2 separate regions of the Sus scrofa genome follow, and region 2 is linked to region 1. The links are chromatin contacts, called in public Hi-C maps. All regions are on one chromosome and are shown on one strand. Each heading gives the region's core, a stretch centred on a gene start, on an enhancer-like site or on the middle of the called end of the contact. The rest is flanking DNA. Distances are from core to core; before and after follow the strand shown. Region 1 holds the start of AKAP9 (A-kinase anchoring protein 9). Region 2 holds the start of FAM133B (protein FAM133B).

Evidence for each region. Hi-C and Micro-C count contacts between places; a contact is called where the count stands out from the background.
Region 2: a contact with region 1 is called in a Hi-C map of liver, with 7 times the contacts expected there. The contact joins the promoter of FAM133B here to the promoter of AKAP9 in region 1. A contact is called at or near these places in 1 of 5 promoter capture datasets (fetal liver), 1 of 47 Hi-C or Micro-C datasets (liver) and 1 of 2 datasets of contacts at active chromatin or transcription factors (skeletal muscle).

The regions. Positions count from the first base shown.
Region 1 is chr9:71,894,211-71,896,947 of Sscrofa11.1, forward strand. It overlaps AKAP9 (A-kinase anchoring protein 9), which reads left to right and starts at 1,425. Exons shown (of 50, transcript NM_001253824.1): 1 at 1,425-1,704. The coding sequence starts at 1,657.
Region 2 is chr9:72,502,440-72,505,139 of Sscrofa11.1, forward strand. It overlaps FAM133B (protein FAM133B), which reads right to left and starts at 1,383. Exons shown (of 11, transcript XM_005667601.3): 1 at 1,228-1,383. The coding sequence starts at 1,251.

The DNA of each region.
Region 1 (2,737 bases), core at 175-2,674:
ATCTAAGAATTTCTAAATTATGACTATTTAAAAATAGTCTTCAGTTTGTAGTGGACTTAAGATTTTTAGATCTTTAGTTTTTTTTTTCCTTTTCTTTTTTAAACCTTAGTTTTCACTTAACACCACTTCTATGATTGAACTCCGCTTATTTTAATTCATACCTGCTAGTTTTTCAGTCCAGCCTAATCCAAAACAAAGGAGAAACATGATCAACCTGAGAAATTAAAAAGTGTAGTTCACCCCAGGAATGGATTTGAGGGTAAGATGATGAGAAGGAAAAAGTATTGAGGGAACAGATGAAAATACAGGAAAGAGAGTCATGCTCAATTTATTAAAGTGGCTCAATTCAATCCAACAAGTGTTCATTGGGTGCAAAGCATTACGCTAGTCATTTTAGCAATGCCAAAATTAGCAAGATAGTCTTTGCCCTTAAGAAGTCAGGTATATGAGGTGAATTAAGAAGGGCGCAAGGTTTTAAAATATCACGCAGTATGCATACAGGAATACAAGGAGAGAGGAAACTGACATTAAGGATTTTTTAATATAACACATGTTAACTCATATATATTAACAACCCTTCCAAAACTTCCAGGTAAGCTCAAGGAAGATAGGTAACTTGGTTCAAGATCATCTAAGCTAGAAAGTTTATCCTGGCTTTGTCCTCAACCTAGGTTCCAAAGCCTAGGCTCATTTCAGGACACCATAACTAAGGGCAAGCTCCAAGGAGGAGTGGGAGGGGATTAAGATGAGGCTGGATACTCCCGGTTGCGGTGGAGGGAACAAAGAGATCAGAAAAGCTATTCCAGGCGGCGTGTGAGGTGGGCCTTTAAGGATGAACCCGAGATCGGAGAGGGACTTTCCGCTAAGGAAGCAAGCAATAAGAGCTACTAGCCGTCTTTGCAGCCCTCCGCAATAAGAGCTGCTAGCTGCCTTCCCCGTCCTTCGGGTGGAGGAGTCAATCTAGGTTGAAAAAGTGTCCGGTGGATCCTCTTCCCGATCCACCCTTACCCCCGTCTTTTCCTTTGGGACTTTTCAGCCTTCACCAATTTCGCCATCAGGCACTTGGGTTTTATTTTTTCTTTAGAAATTTGCAAAATCTCAAGGCTTTAAAAACGACCACTGAGTCCTTGGACAGTGGTGGGGGTCCGACTGGGTCCCCTGGCACACTCCCTCTCTCCCAACCCTCTCCGCCACCTGGAGAGTGGCGTTCGGCCCTTGGCGAGGGTGCTCTCCTAGCTAGTTTTTCGGGTGTGGGTGCGAGGATCGGAGGCCGGGCGGGGGTCGCCCTGGCTGCTGAGCACTGGGCCGGCGGGGGCGGGGCGCGCGGGACGGGGCGGGGCCGCGGGAGCACCTGCCCGGCGCCGCGAGGCTTGAGGCGGCTGCGCGGCTTGACGTGCCCCCCGCCCTCCCGCCCGTCCCGCCGTGTGTTTACGTGGAGACGAAGATGGCGGCTGCGGCGGTGACGACGCTGCTCGTGCGGCCGAGTACTGTCAGCCAGTGAGCGAGGAGACTGGTTCCACTCCGGGCGGGGAGGAGCGCCGGCCCGGCCCCGCGAGCGGGGCTGTGGAGCTTGCGGTCCCACCTCCGTCTGAACCGACCTTTCCTTTCTACTCTTGACCCCTTGCGTGTCTTCCCCCAGCCTTCCCCGCAGAAGCTATGGAGGACGAAGAGAGGCAGAAGAAGCTGGAGGCCGGCAAAGCGAGGGTAAGAGAACCGGAGGCCGCCCGGCCTGCGCTGGGAGGCGGTGGCTGGGAAGGGTTCGGAGGGGGCCTGGGAAGTGGAGATATTGCAGCACCGGTGCGCTGCCAGGGAGGGAGGTGCTGCAGGGTCCGCATTTCCCCTCGCCCTCTTCTCTCCCTTTTCCAATTGAAAAAGCTTAGTGCTATACTACCTAGCGGATATTTCCGTGAGGATTGGGTGGTGTGGCTCCTTTCTCATTTGAACGCCCAAATAAAATCCCTCTTTTACCGTATTGCTCTAATCTGGTATTTATTGCTTATAAATTTCCATCCTTTCACTTTTTTTTTTTTTTTTTTTTTTTTTTACTTAGGGACTTTTCTGGGTAGTGGAGGCATTGTGCTCTTCAGGGTGGGGATTTGGGGCTTTTCTTTATTCGGTAAGGGATTTGTACGCTCATCATTAGCTAGGCTTTCTTAGGTGGCACGCTGGCACTCTTGGGTGTGTGATTGGCCTGTGACAGCTGCCTCAGCAGTGGCAAGAGTGTGCCACAAGTGCCAGCTGTGAACTTCGCTTTAGGGGCGTTTTTAGGAGCCTGGCTTTGTATGTTTGTGTTTGGAGGTCTTTGTCATGGCATGCGCTTTGTATTGTGTGGAATAGTAATGCAGTCTGTGAATGGAACTTCAGGGGACGAAGGGTTCCATATTCTAAGCAACACCTATAGAATTCCCGCTTTAAATTGAATTTTACCTCTCTCTATATAATCTTGTTGAGTCCCTGTTTTATGTATGTGTATGAAAAAAAACCTGTAAAGCAAACAACGCAAAATCATACACAGGTATTATTCACTTGGCTTCACAAAAAATTTGGCAAGACAAAATATAACCTAAATAGGATATTTCTTTTAAAAATTACATGTTTGAGTATTTTTTTTTTTTTTTGGCCACTCTAAGGCCCCCTTCCTCCCTGTAATGAAATTACTGTTTATAGATTATAGTCTGTTTTATTAGAGATGATTGTTAGCAGTCATTTTTGGACCACGATTAAATTATAATGTAGT
Region 2 (2,700 bases), core at 133-2,632, 610 kb after region 1:
CCTGTTGTGGCTCAGCAGATTAAGAACCCAAGTAGTATCCCATGAGGGTGCGAGTTTCATCCCTGGCTTTGCTCAGTGGGTTAAAGATCCAACATTGCTGCAAGCTGCGACGCAGGTCACAGGTGGGCTTCCAATCTGGTCTTGCTGCTCAGTGGTTTAAAACTCTATCACAGCCAAGCCTAAGAAGTATAGGGCTGCAACCTAAGCTTACTGCTAATCTCTTATGTTTACAGCCCATCCAATCTGATTCATAACCTGGACATTCCAAACCAAGTAGTCTATCATCTAGAATCCCTTTCTCCTACCTGCGCCTGACAAAACGCCCTCTGAACTTCGAATCTCCATCAGATAGGATTTCTTACTTCTGCCATCAGTTATTTCTGTGTATCTTTTATCTCATTTGCTACACTAAGAACTTTCACGCCAAGCACTTTCCTGGCCACCTTGCCTTTTGCAGTCTCCACTATTCTGCAAAATTATGAACAGCAATGATCCCCTCTTAATATGAAGAAACTAAGACTCAGAGAAGAAAAGCAACTTTATCCTAGGTCACCCAACTCACGAGGGACTAAACCTGACATACCAGTCTGTGCCTGATTCCAGAGTCATGCCATTCATTCCCACACAGGGCCTAGCAGGGCGCTGGGGCACGAAGCCAAACGTTTCGATCCTGGTTCTCCAACGGGAGCCTGCCTGCCGCTCGAACTGGGCTCGGTGCAGGTTCCCGCACCGCCCCCGCGTAGGGGCCAAGTCTAAGACCTCTGCGCCTCCATCCCACCTGGATGCACACGAGAATGGCGCGGAGATAGGGTGAGCGATCCCGGTGGAGGCCAAGGGAGCAAGTTCTGGTGTCTCCAAGGGCCTCCGACTTTGGACTCATTTATAGGAAGGAACAGGGTACCCTCGCGGCTCTAGAAACTGGGCACTGCTGACCCGAGTCCGGGAAGGAAGGATGCTGGAGAGCACTGCCAGAAGATGCGGCCGGGCAAACGGGGCGTAGAGTAAAAAGAGACAAGAAAGAAAAGGAAAGGGCACAGGGGGCCCAAAGGCGCCAACTGCGTGCGCGGCGCACGCGCGTCTCGGGCCGGTGCGGGTGGAGGGAGCTGGGTCTCCCCGCCCGAGGTCCGAGCGCCGCCGCTCTCAGGCCCAGTTGGGAAGAGCGAGGGGTCCCGTGCTTCTGCCGCCGGGCCCTGTGTCGCCTCATTGTTTCCCCAACAGAGTACTCACCACCCGATTGTCCCGCTTTCCCATGGTGCCGAACCGAGCGCACAGGCAGCCAAGGAGAGACAGCAGGCCAGAAAGGATGCCGAAGCGGGCCGGACGCAGGTCCCTCCGCCAACTCCCCACCCGGTCCGGAGAGCGGCACCGCGAGGACCTGGGGGCCGCGTCTGGCCACAGCGCCACCTACCGCCGCGGAGGAGAGACGGGCGCCCCCGCTTACCCGCGGTTCCCAGGGGTTTTCTGGGGATTCCTGTTCTGTACCATTCACCCGGTACAGCAGCCTCGCCAAGGCAGCTCACTTCCATTTGGCCTTAGATTGCTTTGCCTTCTTCTATTCCTGGTGCATTTAAATCCTCATTCGAGGGGATATAATAATTACTCCAACGCTTATTATGTGCTTAGCATAGTGCATATATTGGGGATAAAATGAGGACCAGGACCCCTCACAGAGCCCATCAGGTTGTGGGCCAGAAGACAGTGCTGTCGTACACATTGCTAAAGAAATTGCCTTTTAGGTGTTCTCGTAGTGGCTCAGCGGTAGCAAACCCCGCTAGTATCCATGAGGACGTGGGTTCAATCCCTGGCCTCCCACAGTGGGTTAAGGATCCAGGGTTGCTGTGGCTGTGGTGTAGGCCAGCAGCTGCAGCTCCCATTCGACCCCTAGCCTGGGAACTTCCATATGCTGCAGGCGCAGCCCTAAACTAAAAAAAAAAAAAAAAAAAAAAAAAAAAAATTTAAATTCACTTCCATTTATCCATCATTCATGCATTCATTTCACACATTTTTCTTTTTTTTCCTTTTTAGCACCGCACCTGCGGCATATGGAGGTTCCCAGGCTAGGGATTGAATTGGAGCTGTAGCCCCAGGCCTATGCCAAAGCAACACCCCAGATCCAAGCGGTGTCTGCAACCTGCACCAGACAGCTCATGGCAATGCTGGAACCCTAACCCACCTGAGCGAGGCCAGGGATGGAACCTGCTTTCTCATGGATACCAGTCAGATTCCTTTCTGCTGAGCCAGGAGGGGAACTCCTCACACTAATTTTTGAACTTTTACTTGGTAATTCATTAACAGTGACTGGAAGCTGGATGTAGCGCAAGACACAAAGCTGATTAAGACATAAGTCCTACCTTCAAAGGGCCTGTTTATAAACTGGTAAGGGAGATAGATGCACTCAGGGCCAATTTTACTGCATGACACGTCATAATAATGTCAGCACAATACTAAAACTTCAAGGGAGATGTTCTGGGCTCCAGAGAAATTGTCATTATATTTATTATTAATGGAGCTGGATAAAGCTGGGCCTATCTCAGCACAATGTCATCAGAAAATAATTGATCCAGGAGTTCCCGTCGTGGCGCAGTGGTTAACGAATCCGACTAGGAACCATGAGGTTGCGGGTTCGGTCCCTGCCCTTGCTCAGTGGGTTAACGATCCGGCGTTGCCGTGAGCTGTGGTGTAGGTTGCAGACGCGGCTTG